Linked DNA regions of Callithrix jacchus: region 2 is linked to region 1. The links are chromatin contacts, called in public Hi-C maps. All regions are on one chromosome and are shown on one strand. Each heading gives the region's core, a stretch centred on a gene start, on an enhancer-like site or on the middle of the called end of the contact. The rest is flanking DNA. Distances are from core to core; before and after follow the strand shown.

Region 1 (7,729 bases), core at 2,201-4,700:
TAGGGACGTTGACCAAGTTCACCCTCGTGCTCTATGGCACAGCTCCTGAGGGGCTGCCTGTACCTCCTGAAAGCAGCGGCTGCAAGACCCTCACATCCAGCCAGGCCTGTGTGGGTCAGTAGTGGGTACTGTTGGGCTTTGGGGGCCTGAGTCTAGGGGGAAGGCGGGTGCTTGTCCTGAATCCCAGCTTTAAGAGAAAAAGGTCTCAAGAGACCTGGGGTGCTTGGGATAACCACAGTCCTGGGGCTGGGGAAGCCTGGGGGTGTGGTGAGTTGCCCTGGGGCAGCTGTGGCCCTATGGCTACAGTCTCTGTAGCTGACACACACTCACCCTCTCTCCTACGCCGACAGTGTGTGAGGAAGGCTTCTCCCTGCACCAGAAGAGCTGCGTGCAGCACTGCCCTCCAGGTTTTGCCCCCCAAGTTCTGGATACACACTATAGCACCGAGAATGATGTGGAGACCATCCGGGCCAGCATCTGCGCCCCCTGCCATGCCTCATGTGCCACATGCCAGGGACCGGCCCCCACAGACTGCCTCAGCTGCCCCAGCCACGCCTCTTTGGACCCTGTGGAGCAAACTTGCTCCCGGCAAAGCCAGAGCAGCCGAGAGTCCCCGCCAGAGCAGCAGCCACCACCCCGGCTGCCCCCAGAGGTGGAGGAGGAGCCGCGGCTGCGGGCAGGCCTGCTGCCCTCTCACCTGCCTGAGGTGGTGGCCGGCCTCAGCTGCGCCTTCATCGTGCTGGTCTTCGTCACTGTCTTCCTGGTCCTGCAGCTGCGCTCTGGCTTTAGCTTCCGGGGGGTGAAGGTGTACACCATGGACCGTGGCCTCATCTCCTATAAGGGGCTGCCCCCTGAAGCCTGGCAGGAGGAGTGTCCATCCGACTCAGAAGAGGATGAGGGCCGGGGCGAGAGGACCGCCTTTATCAAAGACCAGAGCGCCCTCTGATGAGCCCACTGCCCACCCCCTCAAGCCAATCCCCTCCTTGGGCACTTTTTAATTCACCAAAGTATTTTTTTATCTTGGGACTGGGTTTGGACCCCAGCTGGGAGGCAAGAGGGGTGGAGACTGCTTCCCATCCTACCCTCAGTGCCCCCTCCATGTGGAGAAAGGAGTGAAACCTTCAGGGCAGCCAGCCCCGGCCACAGCCAGAGTTCCTGCGGAGTGAAGATGGGCAGCCCTTGCTTGTTGGGATTCCTGACCCAGGCCACCGCTCTTGCCCTTCCCTGTCCCTCTAAAGCAATAATGGTCCCCATCCAGGCAGTTGGGAGGCTGGCCTGGGAGGCATTTGTGGGAGGAGGCCACCTCTCCAAGGGCTTTCGCATCCTCCACCCTGTCCCCTAGCTCTAGTGAGTCTTGGCGGCAGCAGCCATCATAGGAAGGGACCAAGGCAAGGCAGGTGCCTCTGGGTGTGCACGTGGCCAGTGTCCCCTGGCCCACCTTGTGCTCCATGTCTCCACAACCACTGGCTGCCAGGTTGGCACAGCTAAGGCGGAAGCTGTCAGAACCCTGTGCTGGTGTCCTCGCCACCCTCCCTTCTCTTGCACCCGCCTCTCTGGTTGGGGCCCAAGTCCCTGTTTTCTGAGCCCGGGCTGCCTGAGCTGTTGGCACTCACAGACCTGGAGCCCCTGGGTGGGTGGTGGGGAGGGGCGGTGGCCCAGCCAGCCTCTCTGGCCTCCCACCCGATGCTGCTTTCCCCTGTGGGGATCTCAGGGGCTGTTTGAGGATATATTTTCACTTTGTGATGATTTCACTTTAGATGCTGATGATTTGTTTTGTATTTTTAATGGGGGTAGCAGCTGGACTACCCACCTTCTCACACCCACCGTCCACCATGCTCCTCCTTGGCTGCCCTGGCCCTGAGCTGTGGGGGCTGCAGCATGTTCTGAGGAGTGAGGAAAAGTTGAGCCCCAAGTCCTGAAGAGGCAGGCCAGCCAGGTGGGCTGGAGGAAAGGGGGTCCCCTGGTGGGAGGGCAGGCTAACATCTGTTTTCAAGTGGGGCTCGCCAAGCCAAGGGCCCAGAGGTCACTGGCTCTCCAAGTGCCAGGGGTGGGCAGGTGGTGACACTCAGCCCCCTCAACACTGTGCCCTGGTGGAGAAAGCACTGACCTGGCAAGCCCCCCAAAACCCCTCTTCTGACGTGCCTTTTGCACCCCTCCCATTAGGACAATCAGTCCCCTCCAACCTGGGAGCCCCCTTTTCTTTCCCCTAGCCATTCCTGGTACCCAGCCACCTGCCCAGGGGTGCCCCCTCCTCCCATCCCCCCACCCTCTTGGCCAGCCCGGCTGGTTTTGTAAGACACTGGGTTGGTGCACAGTGATTTTTTTCTTGTAATTTAAACAGGCCCAGCATTGTTGGTTCTATTTAATGGACACGAGATAATGTTAGAGGTTTTAAAGTGATTAAACGTGCAGACTATGCAAACCAGGGCCAGTCTCCAGTGTGGTACCATTGCCCCTTCATGGCGGCTGGGGGCCAGTTAGGCCTTCGCAGTGGCCAGCCTGCCTGGATGTGGGCTTGAGTCAGACGGCCAAAGTCCTCCAAGGGGTTGGAGGTTGTACCAGCCCTAGTGGAAGGAGGCAGCCCCCTGGGGTGGGGCCGGTGACCCCTGAACCTTAGGAGCTGAGCAGAGAGCACTTCCAAAGGACTTGTCTCCAGCAGTGTGAAGAGCAACTGGGCATATTGTGCCTTCCTGGGCTGAAGTGACCTGGCTGCCAGGGCTATGGGGCTGAGGCCTAAAGCGGGGGCCTAGCTGAACCAAGACTACTTGCTAGGGGAAGCCAGAGTCCCACATGGAAAACTCTGCACCTCTCCACCCACCAGCCCCTGCCCTCTGAATGCCCTAGGCCTCCCTTAGGACAGGAAGCCCCTGCCTGGGGGTAGGAGGATGGAGTCGGAGCCACCAGGGCCTGTCCCTGAGAAGCAGCCTCTGTTCGGGATATTTACTTGGAAATTTTATTCAAATAGAAGCTGGCGCCTGAGCCTCTCCTTAGGGAATACCATGAGGTGGGGAGAGCTGGCCCAGGGTTCCCTGGTCCTCTCCTGCGGTGGCCCAGGCCTGGTGCTAGGACTGCGCGCCTCCCCTCAGCCACCGACACCCCCGGCTTCCCTGGGTCCAGCATCTGCCTGGGGCCTTGCCCTGCAACGCCGCCCCCACCTTGCGCCCCTTCCCGGTGTTCCCGGGGCGCTACGGGGCCCAGGGGCTGCAGGGCGCAGGCGGCGCTCAGCTGAGCCATTCTTTCCCGGCCCCCTCCTCCCTTCCGTTTCCGTGGCCGCGCAGCCGGCTGGAGGCTGTGGCCCAGCGCGGAGCAGGGGGGCTGGCAGGCGTCGAGGCCGTCGAGCAGCTCCTGCCCGCCCCTTCCCCTCCAGGCCCGCCCCAGGGCCGAGGCCAACTGAAACCACGGAGGAGGAAGCGCGGAATCAGGAACTGGCCGGGGTCGGCACCGGGCCTGAGTCTGTCCGAGGCCGCCCCAGGAGCAGCTGCCCGCGCGGGTAACGCCAGCCCCAGGGCCCGGAATAGCTGGGGGGGCGCGGCGGGCAGGGGCCAGGCGGGCATTCTGAGGGCCGGAGACGCACCGGGTACGGGTAGGGACCGCGGAAGGCCGGGATGGCCGCAGGGGCAGGGCTCACAGCCGCCTGAGGATTCAGCTGGTGCAGGCTTAGCCTGTCGAGGACCTGGGAGAGGGTGTCCCTGTAAAAGGTGGTGGGTGGAAGGGCCTGGGGAGGGAGGATCCAGGTTGGCTCCTGTTCCTGGATGGGGGAGGGGACCTCTGGCGCTCGGGAAGCAATGAGGGCCAGTGACCAGGCCAGGCTGCTGCTGTGTACCCCCGGCTGTGTGTGAACGAGGCAGGACTCCACCTTCCCCCATCTGCAGTCCATCCCAATCCTCCAGTCCCAGCCTCCTCGTCCGACGCCTGCGTCTCCAGCTGCTGCCTCACCCTGACGGCTAGCCCCCTTTCTGTCCCCAGGCCCGCACTATGGGCTTCTCTTCGGAGCTGTGCAGCCCCCAGGGCCATGGGGTCCTGCAGCAGATGCAGGAGGCTGAGCTCCGGCTCCTGGAGGGCATGAGGAAGTGGATGGCCCAGCGGGTCAAGAGTGACAGGGAATATGCCGGGCTGCTTCACCACATGTCCCTGCAGGACGGCGGGGGCCAGAGCCGGGGCATTCTGGACAGCCCCATCAGCCAGGTGGGCCTCTGCGGGACTCTTGTGGGTGCTGGCTGGCTCTGCCTTCCCCTTCCTCTCCTGGGGGCCCTCTGGAGGAGCGGTTGGAGATTTGGCAGGCCCAGGCTTGGGAGCCATGGTCCCCTCCTCCCTGCCTCCCCTTTCCTGTGCTTTAGTCCTGGGCGGAGATCACCAGCCAGACAGAGGGCCTGAGCCGGTTGCTGCGGCAGCACGCAGAGGACCTGAACTCAGGGCCCCTGAGCAAGCTGAGCCTGCTCATCCGGGAGCGGCAGCAGCTTCGCAAGACCTACAGCGAGCAGTGGCAGCAGCTGCAGCAGGAGCTCACCAAGGTGGGTGGGCGGCACAGGACTTCGGTCACTTCTGTCTAAATTTTGAGCCTCCAAGGGGTGGTTTTGCACAAGAGTCGGTGGACTCACTGGGGAAGTGGAAGTCCCTGACCACAGGCCTGGCCTGCTCCAACCTTGATGCAGCTTCCTCTCCCCACCCCCCCGCCCCCCACCCCCCACGTTGGGCTTGCTTGCAGCAAGGTGTCTGTGCTCTTTCTGTGCCTGGGCAAAGTGCTGGGAATGGAAGGATGAGTGGCTAGACATTTGCCTATGAGAAGCTCAGAATCGGTGCTTGCCTCCACACTGGGCCACCTGGCCCCGGGTTCTGAGAGTCATGGAGAGGAATAAGAGGGTCAGTCTCATTGCCTTCGACCTAGGCAGGCTCCTCACATGGCCCCAGAGACTGGGCAGCAGCATGGCCCCCTGAAGACCAAGGACTCGGGCTGTGATGTCAGGTTTGACTCCCACCAGCTCCTTGGTCTAGGGGCTGTGTGATTTGGAGCTGGCTCTTTATCTGGGAGCCCAGTACCCCCATTCAGTGTGTGGGTCAGCCTCCCTGCACCACACCCCTTCCTCAAGTGCAGAGCCCAGCCTTGCCATGGACCCACAGCGGCCCCTGGTGTCAGCCCTGGCCCTACTCCTCTCCCCAAAAGATATCTCGAATTTGAGGGTTAGCCTATTTGTATCAGATTTTGCTGGAACACAGCTTTGCCTCTTTGTTTTCATGCTGTTGGTGGCTACAATGGCGGAGTTGAGTAATTAGGATAGAGACGGTATGGCCTACAAGCCTGGAATATTTATTTACTATCCGGCCATTTAGGAAAGAAAGTGATCCGCTGGGGGTGGTGGCTCACATCTGTAATCCCAACACTTTGGGAGGCCCAGGCAGGTGGATCACGAAGTCAGGAGTTTGAGACAAGCCTGGCCAATATAGTGAAACCCCATCTCTACTAAAAATACAAAAATTAGCCAGGTGTGGTAGTGTGCGCCTGTAGTCCCATCTATTCTGGGGAGGCTGAGGCAGGAGAATCACTTGAACCTGGGAGGCAGAGGTTACAGTGAGCTGAGATTGTGCCACTGTACTCCAGCTTGGGGGATAGAGTGAGACTCTGTCTCAAAAAAAAAACAAAAAAAAAGAAAACAAAAAAGAAAAAGACTAATTTAGTCAAGGTCTTTAGCTCAGTTACAGATGGGGAAACTGAGGTTGGGGCCTTGCCCAATGTATCCCAGCACATAAACAGGAGAACTGGGGTGAGACTCTGGTCTCAGCTCTCATCTGTTTCTACTGTCAAGTATATAATTTGCAGGACCCAGCACAAAATGAGATTGTGGGGCTCTTTGTTAAAAGATTGTTAAGAATTTCAAGGTGTGGCAGTAATGGGGCATGAGACCCAGCACAGGGCCTGTCTACATGTGGACGCCCTGCATGTGTGTGACTGCACAGGCTGCACACACCTGCAGCTGGCCCTGCCTACCACCGGGCTACTGCTCCCAGACCAAGGAGGGACGGCTGTAGCCTGTAGTCCACCTCTTTGCCTCCCTAAGGGGCTTGTCTTTAACAGGCCCTCTGACCTTTGACCCTCAGCTTAGCAGCCAGCTTTCCCAGAAGTCTCCAGGTGCTCCTTGCTGGTGACAGGACCTTTCCAGGGCTTCATCCCAGGCAAGAACCTTCCTTATTTGGGGACCTGCTCCCCCCACACTGGCCTCTTCTCTCTCCCTAGACCCACAGCCAGGACATTGAGAAGCTGAAGAGCCAGTATCGAGCCCTGGCACGGGACAGTGCTAATGCCAAGCGCAAGTACCAGGAGGCCAGCAAAGGTTTGTGGCTTCCCTCGCTGGCAGTAAGGGAATTGGAAGCCAGTACTGACCTGTCTTTGAGGGTCAGGTCAACAGATAGTGGGGGCTGCCTCCATGCTGTCATCTATACCCCTTGACCCCCATCTGGCAGACAAGGACCGTGACAAGGCCAAGGACAAGTATGTACGCAGCCTGTGGAAGCTCTTTGCCCACCACAACCGCTACGTGCTGGGCGTGCGGGCTGCCCAGCTGCATCACCAGCACCACCACCAGCGCCTGTTGCCCGGCCTATTGCGCTCACTGCAGGACCTGCACGAGGAGATGGCTCGAATCCTGTAAGCCCGTAGCCCCGGGCCCCGGCCCCCGGCCCCCACCTTCATGCGGCCCTAAGCCCAGCCATCAGTCCCAGAGGCAGGACCCATAAAATCTATTGCTAGGAATCTATTGCTGGCCATGTAACCACATGAGAATGGGACAGGCAACTTACCTCCGAATGACACCAGGCCAGGGTCCCACTATTCCAGGATTTTATTACATGCATGGAGCACTGTTCTGGGTGCTGGATTACAGCTGAGAACAGTGGGGACAAAAACATGTGTCCTCAGGGATCTTTCATGTTAGTGGAGGGAGGGTGTGAGGAGGGCTAAGAGCCGTGGAGAAAAGCAAGAGAGGTAGATGGGGACCTGGGAGCATGGGGGCCAGGGAGGAGGTGACAGTTGTAAATAGAGTGGTTTGGGAAAGCCTCTTGAGAGGTGACCTTCAAAGAGGCCCCTGAGAAGGGTACGAGAGTGAATCGTGGGGCTATCTGGAGAATGACCATTTCCAGGACAGCAAGTACACAGGCCCTGAGGAAGGAGAGTCCCAGGGAACAGTAGCCGGAACCAGCGGTGCCTCTGCAGAGTGAGGGAGGGGAGAGTCAGACGCAAGGCTGGAGGAGTCAGGCGTCAAGGGCTCCTGGGTGATAGAGGGTCCCGCAGGGCCATTGTGAGGTCTTTGGCTCTGGGTGAGCACAAAAAGCATGATCTGACCTCTGTTTTTTGGTTTTGTTTTGTTTTAATTTTTTTTGAGTTGGAGTCTTGCTCTGTCACCCAGGCTGGAGTTCAGTGGCGTGATCCTGGCTCACTGCAACCTCCACTTCCCAGGTTCAAGCGATTCCCCTGCCTCAGCCTCGAGTAGCTGGAACAACAGGTGTGTGCCAACACACCCAGCTAATTTTTGTCCTTTTAATAGAGATGGGGTTTCACCGTGTTGCCCAGGCTGGTCTCTAACTCCTGGGTGCAAAGTGATCCGCCCACCTCTGCCTCCCAAAGTGCTGGGATTACACATGTGAGCCATGCCCAGCTCTGACCTCTGATTTAATAAGGCCACTCTGGCTGCTGTGCTGAGAATAGACTATAGGGGGCAAGGACAGAAGCTGGGAGGCC
Region 2 (7,729 bases), core at 3,628-6,127, 59 kb before region 1:
AGGACAGAAACTAAAGGCATTGGAAAACGTCCGTTTAATTCTGTGGTTTTTAGGAGCAAGTGATCAGTAAATGTTGAGTGAGGACATTTTCTTATTTTCGTTATTTATTCCTCCGCTTTGGGAAATACTCATTTCCTCAATAGCCCACACAAAGCTGGAGACCTTAAAAGGCGTCTGGCTCAACACCCCAGGCTTGTGAAGAGGCTGCTGAGGCCTGGCCTGGGTAGAGCTTACTGAAGGCCAGCCCTGCCTGCTCTCAGTTCCCAAGGTAGAAGTGGACTCTGGCCTGCCCACACCTGCCCAGAGCACACTCACTTCTGCACCAGGCCTGTGGAGAGTCCTAAAAACGCATGGTCTCCCATCTCATTATTAGAACAGAGCAAACCATACGTCAGTGCTCACTGCTGTTGGCTCCCTTATTTAATTTTCATAACTTTCGTTTGTATGGGTAAAGCGATTTGCAGCATCACCTGGAACCTGATCTGATAAGAAGCATTAAAGTTCACACTCCTGCAAAAGCCAGTACCAATTTCCATGCTTGTTTTCAATGAGCCTGGTGTTTAAGATGGGATTTCTTGTTTTTGTTGAGATGGAGTCTCGCTCTGTCCCCCAGGCTGGAGTGCATTGGTGTGAACTCTGCTCACTGCAACCTCTGCCTCCTGGGTTCAAGCGATTTTCCTGCCTCGTCCTCCCAAGTAGCTGGCATTACAGTGCCCACAGCTGCACCTGGCTGATTTTTGTATTTTTAGTAGAGATGAGGTTTCACCGCATTGGCCAGGCTGATCTCAAACTCCTGACCTCAGGTGATCCATCTGCCTTGGCCTCCCAAAATGCTGGGATTACAGGCGTGAGCCACCGTATCCGGCCAAGATTTGATTCTTTTTTAAGCACTGCCAGCCAAAGCCAGTGCCCTGTGTGACTTTGTTCCACCCTTGGAGCAGCCTCTTTGTGCTCCACTCTCCTTTCCACTGACCCAGTCTGCTCCCCAGATTGAGAGTCCCTGTGCAGTGAAAGAATACATGTGGCTCTCTGCCAGCAACCTCACCTCCCCACCCTACCCTCAGAGTTTTACGTCTTCAGAACAACACACAATGAAGCAGTTGTGTTCTGGGCTCTCTGAGTGGGAGTAAATGGATGGCCCAGGTGAAATGGAGGCTGCTGTTGGCAGATTCATTCTGTAAATCAACATAAACAGCAGGTTTTCACTCCAGGCTTAATTTCCCCGCAGGAAATCAGCAGAGGAAAACTTCAGGCTGCCTCTCTGCCAGTTTAGCAGATCTTTGCCAGTTCTGTAGTAAAATTGCCCTGGAGCCAGAGTTTAAGTCATGGAGCCCCACCAAAATGTCACCCCCCACAGACTGTGGCCCTGATACTCTGTACCGCCCATTCAGACAGGAGGCTACTTGCATGCCCTGGTGCCACGGAACTCATGATGGGCCTGACTTCAGCCGGGTTACAAAGCAGCGGGAGTGGCTTCTGTAGGTAGTGCTGCCTGCAGTCATCACTGTGAACATGCCGCCCTGTAGTCTGCTTTGTTTTTTGTTTCATTTAGGGGTGGGAAGGGAACCGTTATCTTAAGGTTTGCAAGAAAAGTGATGCAGGAAGGACTTGGTAATCGGCTGTGGCGGAGTCTTCCTTGGCTTTAGAAGGCAGCGAGTGGGAGGGAGAGCTGGTGGATCTCTGGGTGTAGGCAGGTGAGCCAGGGAGCTGCTGGATGTGGCCCTGACAGACAGGCCAGACCCCGGGATGAGGCAGCTCTGTCCTCCCCTGGAAGCCGCATCTGCAGCCTCCCTGCGCGAGCCAGGAAGACCCCAGCTCCGCCCCTCCTGGCCACCCACCCTACCCCACACCTACTCACCCCACAGCTGCCTTGCCCCCGATTGTGCAAGTCCAGTCACTCTGGGGCTCCTGCCAGCAGGGAGCTGGGGCCTTCCAACAAGGTGTTTCACTTTCTTAATCTGGTCGGAATAGCTGAGGGCACGTGCACCTCTGTTCCTCTGGTGTAGGCCAGGGAAGGTGTGGGTGGAGAGAGTTCGGTGGGTTGGTCACAAGTTAGGAAATTAAGAAACAGTCCTTAACATTTCCGAAAGAGAAATTCAAGAAAAATTTGTATGAAGGGCAGTGGCTCTGGATCCCTTTGGTAAAGGAAACTTACCTTATCTGGGGGGGGTGTAGGCAGAAAATGCAGGCGGAAAGTCCTGTTTAGCTCTGCAAGTAGAGGAAGGTCATTCACTTTTGGTTTAATTTAACGTTTTCATTTTTTCTTTGTCACATTTCAGGGGGTCTGCCACACGGAGAAAGATGTCTTCCAGAACAAAATCCAGCATCGCTGGATCCAGTTCAGCCTCGCATGCTTCTCAAGCAACATCAGGAGCCAATAGAAAATTGGGGATTATGGCTCCACCAAAGCCTATAAATAGACCATTTCTGAAGCCTTCGTATGCATTCGCCTAACAACCGAATCGCAATGTACAGAGACCCCTTCCTTGTCAGCATCTGACCATCTGTGACTAGAAGGCTGTTATTCTTGTTATACCATTTGAAATTTTTACTCGTCTCTATTAATATTTAAATAAATGCTGGGGGGCGATAGATCTTATTTTTAAAATAAACACTTTCTTTTGAATAAGCATGTTTTCCTGCCACCGCAAGTGTTGTGGCCGTTGTTTCTCAGAACGTCTGAGGCAGCAGCTGAATCATCTCCATGCGAGAGATTCTGAGCATAGCACGAAACCCAGAAGCCAAAGGAAGAACCACATGTGGGCCTATGTGAAACTCGAGCTTTCTGTATAAGACAACACAAGCAAAATTCAAAGACAAATGACAGGGAGAAGAGAAGAGAATATATTACAAATGAGTAGTATCCATGATCTACCAAACACCTGTGAACCAGCCAGAAACATCCCAGTGGACAGGTGGACCAAGGATGCAAAGAGGCTCGTCTCAGAAGAAATACGCATGCCCATGGCCAGGCATGCTGGCTCATGAGGTCAGGAGTTCAAGACCAACCTGACAACGTGAAACCCCGTCTTTACTAAAAAATTAGCGGGGTGTGGTGGCACATACCTATACTCCCAGCTACTCAGGAGGCTGAGGCAGAAGAATGGCTTGAACCCAGGAGGCAGTAAGCTGAGATCGTGCCACTGCACTCCAGCCTGGGCAACTGAGTGGGAGGAATACACATCTTCCGCAAACATGAAAATGGTCAGTCTCCCTGATTAAAAATGATAAAACCATGTGAAAGCATTTTTTTGCCTACAAATTATCCACACTGGATAATATCCCAATATTTGGGGTTGGCGTGAGAGTGATTGACAGATGGTTTGGGTGGGAGCAAGTGGCGGTCACTGTAGTCCTTTGGCATTGCGGTGGCCTCACCTTTCAGGATCCTCCATAATGGGCCGGTTGGCCCCAGCATCTTAGGTAGGATTTTGGCCTCTCTTTCCTGAACTCCAGTGGCCCTGTTTTTGGAGTCGTGTGTTTCTTAGCTGTAGGTCACCTTTGCCCGGTTCCCACGCAGCGAGGAAGTGGCATAGGTCGCGAAATGCCACACGTTGGCCTGCCCTTCGTGTGATGTTACCTGTTGATGTTACCTGTGACATCACTCGGGAGGGTGTAGCTGGGGAGACCCTGCCTCTGCCACAGGTGTGAGGAGAGGGTTGGTAGGAAGCCCTGGGGACTCAGTGCTGAGAGGGACCCACACTTGTGGCAGCATACCTACTTCCTGCCTCCTCGGCTGCCCGCGAGCCTCAACTGCCACCTGTGGGCTTTGGCTTTGCGTTTAATGGTGGGGACTGGCCAGGCGAGTTTGCTGAGGGCTGCGTGCCATCAGCTCAGCTGCCTTCCAGATCTGACATTTTCAGAGGCTGTCCTTCTGACCAGAAGAACCTTTTCTGGCAGTGAGGAGTGGAAAGGAGACCCCTGGGGTAATGTCCCCAGTGTGAGGCCACCTTGGAGAGTTGCTTGTCCAGCCAGGGCATCTGGTGGGACACATCATTCCACCTGCTGCAGCAGCTCAGGCCTTGGTGGTGGGGGTGGATTCTGGTGCAGACGCACCACTGCTGGGCTCTGACCACGTCCCCTTGTTCCTTCTGGAGATGAGTTAGCCCTCAAGGTTGCAAGCTCTGCCTCCAGGGGCTCCCAGGGCTGTGGGGGAACAGAGGAAGGTAACGTGCGTGGATCCTGAAGGTGGAGCACAGAGGCCGTGTGGGCCCCACCCTACCCACAGCCCTTCCCTGTGTCCTGGGAAGAGCTGATGGTGGTTCACCCCTGCCTCCCAACAAGGAACCTGAGGCCTGGAGACCTCTGACTTGCCTAACTCAAATGACCACAAGCAGCAGAGCCAGGCCCACACCCAGCTCTTGAAAACATTCTAGGTTGGAACAGGCTCTGCTCAGTTTCTCAGGACCCGAGAATAGACACAGAAAATGCAAGCAGCCTCCTTCCTCCAGCTCATCCTCCAGCCCTCCCGGACCCCCCCCCCCAGGGAAGGCTCTGCATTTGCCAAGTGCAACCCCAGGAGGGACGAAGCAGGAAAACTTGCCCTGAACCAATGCCAAGGCCTTGAAGCCAAAGACAGATCCACAGTGACAGCAAAGCTTCTCTGGGCTGGGCCCTGCTGGCAGCCCTCCATGGGCACAAATCGCCACCACCTGGGGCAGGAGGAGATACAAGACCACCAGGGAAGGCCAGCCTGGGACTCATCACGGACTTGTTCTCCCCGAGGTACAGGAAGGCCTGACTCTCCCATAGTCACTGTCACCCGTTGGAAGGGCACAGGCCCGACTGGACTCTGACTCTGCAGCTGCACACACACCCTGCTGAGGCCCTCACATTCCTCACGTTGCAGAACGCTGGCAGACAGGCCCTTGCTCACCTCCAGGAACAGGGAACCCACCACTCTCAGAGGAAGAGAACAAGCACAGAGAGCCCTGTGCTAAGGGCTGTTCTGGGAACCCAGGAAATTGACTTCTTCCATCCCTCCCACAGCCCTGGGAGGCAGGCACAGGATGTTGGCCTTTTTTATGCAGAAACCAGAATTCAGAGAGGTTATGTAACTTGCCCAAATCCACGCAGCTAGGAAGCGGTGGTAAGTAGGGTAACACACATCTCGACTTGCCCTGAGAGTCCGGTTTACATCTGTTGTCCGGGTGTGATGATTAACATAGCTCACTTTCATTCTCAAAAGTACTCCAGCTCAGACTAGAAGTTCGGTGGCATCAAGAACCTGAGCTCTTTCCCTGAACTGTCCACCCTCCTCCCCCAACCCCACTTTCCACCCAGAGCCTCAGGGGCCACCTGCTGTCGCCTGCTCAAAACTCCAGGCCTCTGCTGCAGACTCCAGGGACAGAGGCTGCAGAATTATCAGGCAGCACCGCTGAGCTGCGGCTTTTCTCCAGAAGAGGAAGCAGAGGCTGTGGTCCAAGCCCTCTCGCTCTTCTTAAGAAACTGCTGCTTCTCCCACTCTTGCAGCAGTCTGGAGCTGTTGTGAGACCTGAGGCCCACCCTCCCAGAGTCCCCACCCGGCTCTTTCTCTGGCTCGGAGCTGCTACCTGGTGGGGACCCCCCAGTCTGGGACCTCGAGCTGGCAGAGGCCTTTGGGCAGAGACAATGGCTGAGGGGTCTTCCATGGTGGCTGAGGTGGAATCCCCAGGGGCTCCAGCAGCCACTTCTCCCTCGGGGCAGCTGCCACAGCCCCATGCGGCCTCAAAGCCAGGGCTCACAGAAGCCAGCTGGCGGGGCACACCCAGGGGACCCAAGCCAGGCCCAGACCCTGCTGCGTGCTCCAGCTGTTGAGTACAGCCTCCTCTGGGAGGCAGGGGCTCAGCTCTGCAGCTGGGCAGGGCAGACCCAGGACTTTGGGACAAGCCTCTCGGCCTGCAGAAGTCTCCTGCTTCTCAAAATACACTCACTCTGTTGTCCCCCCACCCAGAAAGGCTCTCCCAGGCTGGACCGAGCTCCCTGTTGGCAGGAGAGGAAGAGAGAAAACCCTCCCTGGTTGGGGTGGACTGTGGACCCTGCCCCACAGAGTCACCACTGGAAAGAAGGATGGGACAAGAAGGTTGATGGAAGCCAGAACTGGAGTCCAGAAATCCCCAGGGACGGTGAGGCATCTCTGGCTCTTGGCTCGGGTCTATTCAGGATGCGGGAGTTCACCCAGAGAGCCTGTTTGTCCCCATGGGTCCCACACACAGGCCACAGGCGTCTGCCTGTCCCAGCCCCATCTACTCAGTCCCTGCCAGGAGCCACAAGGCCCCATGAAGGTCAGGCCCTGGCACTATACCCGGGCCAGGAGTGGAGCAGACAGCTCAGGTCCCTGCTTCCCACAAGGAACACCCTCCTCAGTGGGGTGAAACCTGGAGTAGGGACCCTTGGGGCGGGAGGTGGCAGTGGTGCCCCCGGAACTGCTAACGCAGAGTAAGGGTCTGAAGAGAGAGCCACCATTAACAGACCTGAAACCCCCACCTGGAAGGAAGGACATCAGAGACCCCGAGAGACACCAGGACTTCTGCCCAGAGCCCTGCCTTGGCTCAGGCAGGGGTGGCCCCCTCCGCTGTGGGAGCCTTGAGCCACTGTGACCGGGAGGCAGTTAGCCCTGCTAACCCCAAAGGCGAGCTCAGCAGTCAGCGCCAGGGAAACCAAGGTCGGCCCATGCCAGCCCCACTGCAGACACCTGCCTGCACGGTGGATGTGCAAACCAGGACAGGGATCCACCCTCGCACCATCGTCACCACCAGGTCTGGAGTGGGCGGGACCTGGCCCCTTCCTCAGCCACTGAGTGCCCTTGGCAAGCTCTGTGGCCTCTCTGAGCCCCAGTGTCTCATCGGCACCATAAACACGCCACCTGGTCTGGCCTCCAGGGTGGCTGCGGCAGCCTTTTGGTCAGATATTCCACAAACATTTCTTGGCCAGAGCAGAGCTCCAGCATGGTTCAGCCTTCAACCAGGGCACAGGCAGGGAGGGAAACACCATGGGAGAAGGAGAGAGCAGTGTTGGGGTATGTGGGGATGGGGGTGAAGACCCCAGGGCCAGCCCGGGGCCAGTGGACATGGGGGAGGGTGCTCAGGGGGCTGAAGTGGCCAAGTGACCTCCAGGCTGACCATTCCAGGGTCCAGCCACCCCTGCTGAAGCCACCCTGTGCTCGCCTTGCTGGTCTTCTCCTCACCTAGGAAGAACAGAAAGGACATGGCGCCCACTGTGGGACCCTATTCCTGAGGGGAAAGGCCCTGTACCAGCCTGGCCACCGTCTCACTGGTAGGACATGTGCACCCCAGGCTGGGCCACCTGCCTGTATGGGCTCCAGCTCAGGGAGCGGGCACAATGGGGGTGACCCCAGCCCACTTGCCAGGTTTCCTGCCCCACAGGCTCAGCTTAGGGCTGCACCTTTGCCCCAGATCTGGGTTATAGCCCCAGGGACTTGGCACACAGCAGGTGCCTAATAATAGCTTGTTGGATGGATACATGAGCGGATATGTGGGTGAGTGGGTGAAGGGGCACTGTGAAGACATCTGCCTCACGGCCTCCCATGGGAGGATAAGCTAGGAGGAGGAGACAGGGCCTTAAAATCCTGCAGCCCCACAGTCAGCACCAGGCTGATGGGGATGGTGGCCCAGGTCACCAAAGGCTCCCTTGTGACCTGCTGGCTTCATCTGGACAAGGAGAAGCAGTTTTCCAGCTGGCTTCCGTTTTCACTTAGGCTTTCTTTCTTTTTTTTTTTTTTTAGACGGAG

The links. Hi-C and Micro-C count contacts between places; a contact is called where the count stands out from the background.
Region 2: a Hi-C map of induced pluripotent stem cells shows a contact between it and region 1, with 1.9 times the contacts expected there. The contact joins the enhancer-like site here to the promoter of FES in region 1. A contact is called at or near these places in 2 of 3 Hi-C or Micro-C datasets (induced pluripotent stem cells and skeletal muscle).

The regions. Positions count from the first base shown.
Region 1 is chr6:19,543,972-19,551,700 of calJac240_pri, reverse strand. It overlaps FES (FES proto-oncogene, tyrosine kinase), which reads left to right and starts at 3,450. Exons shown (of 19, transcript XM_054257241.2): 1 at 3,450-3,583; 2 at 3,967-4,185; 3 at 4,338-4,511; 4 at 6,230-6,326; 5 at 6,457-6,640. The coding sequence starts at 3,976. It overlaps FURIN (furin, paired basic amino acid cleaving enzyme), which reads left to right. Exons shown (of 16, transcript XM_008998388.5): 15 at 4-114; 16 at 351-2,427. The coding sequence ends at 946.
Region 2 is chr6:19,604,504-19,612,232 of calJac240_pri, reverse strand. BLM (BLM RecQ like helicase) reads left to right here. Exons shown (of 25, transcript XM_078326814.1): 25 at 2,280-3,236. The coding sequence ends at 2,454. Among named protein-coding and RNA genes, the nearest start is that of FURIN, 44 kb to the right of the region's middle. Within about 2 kb of position 4,877, at least 5 of the 16 cell types and tissues checked have an H3K27ac peak or open chromatin away from gene starts, as enhancers often do.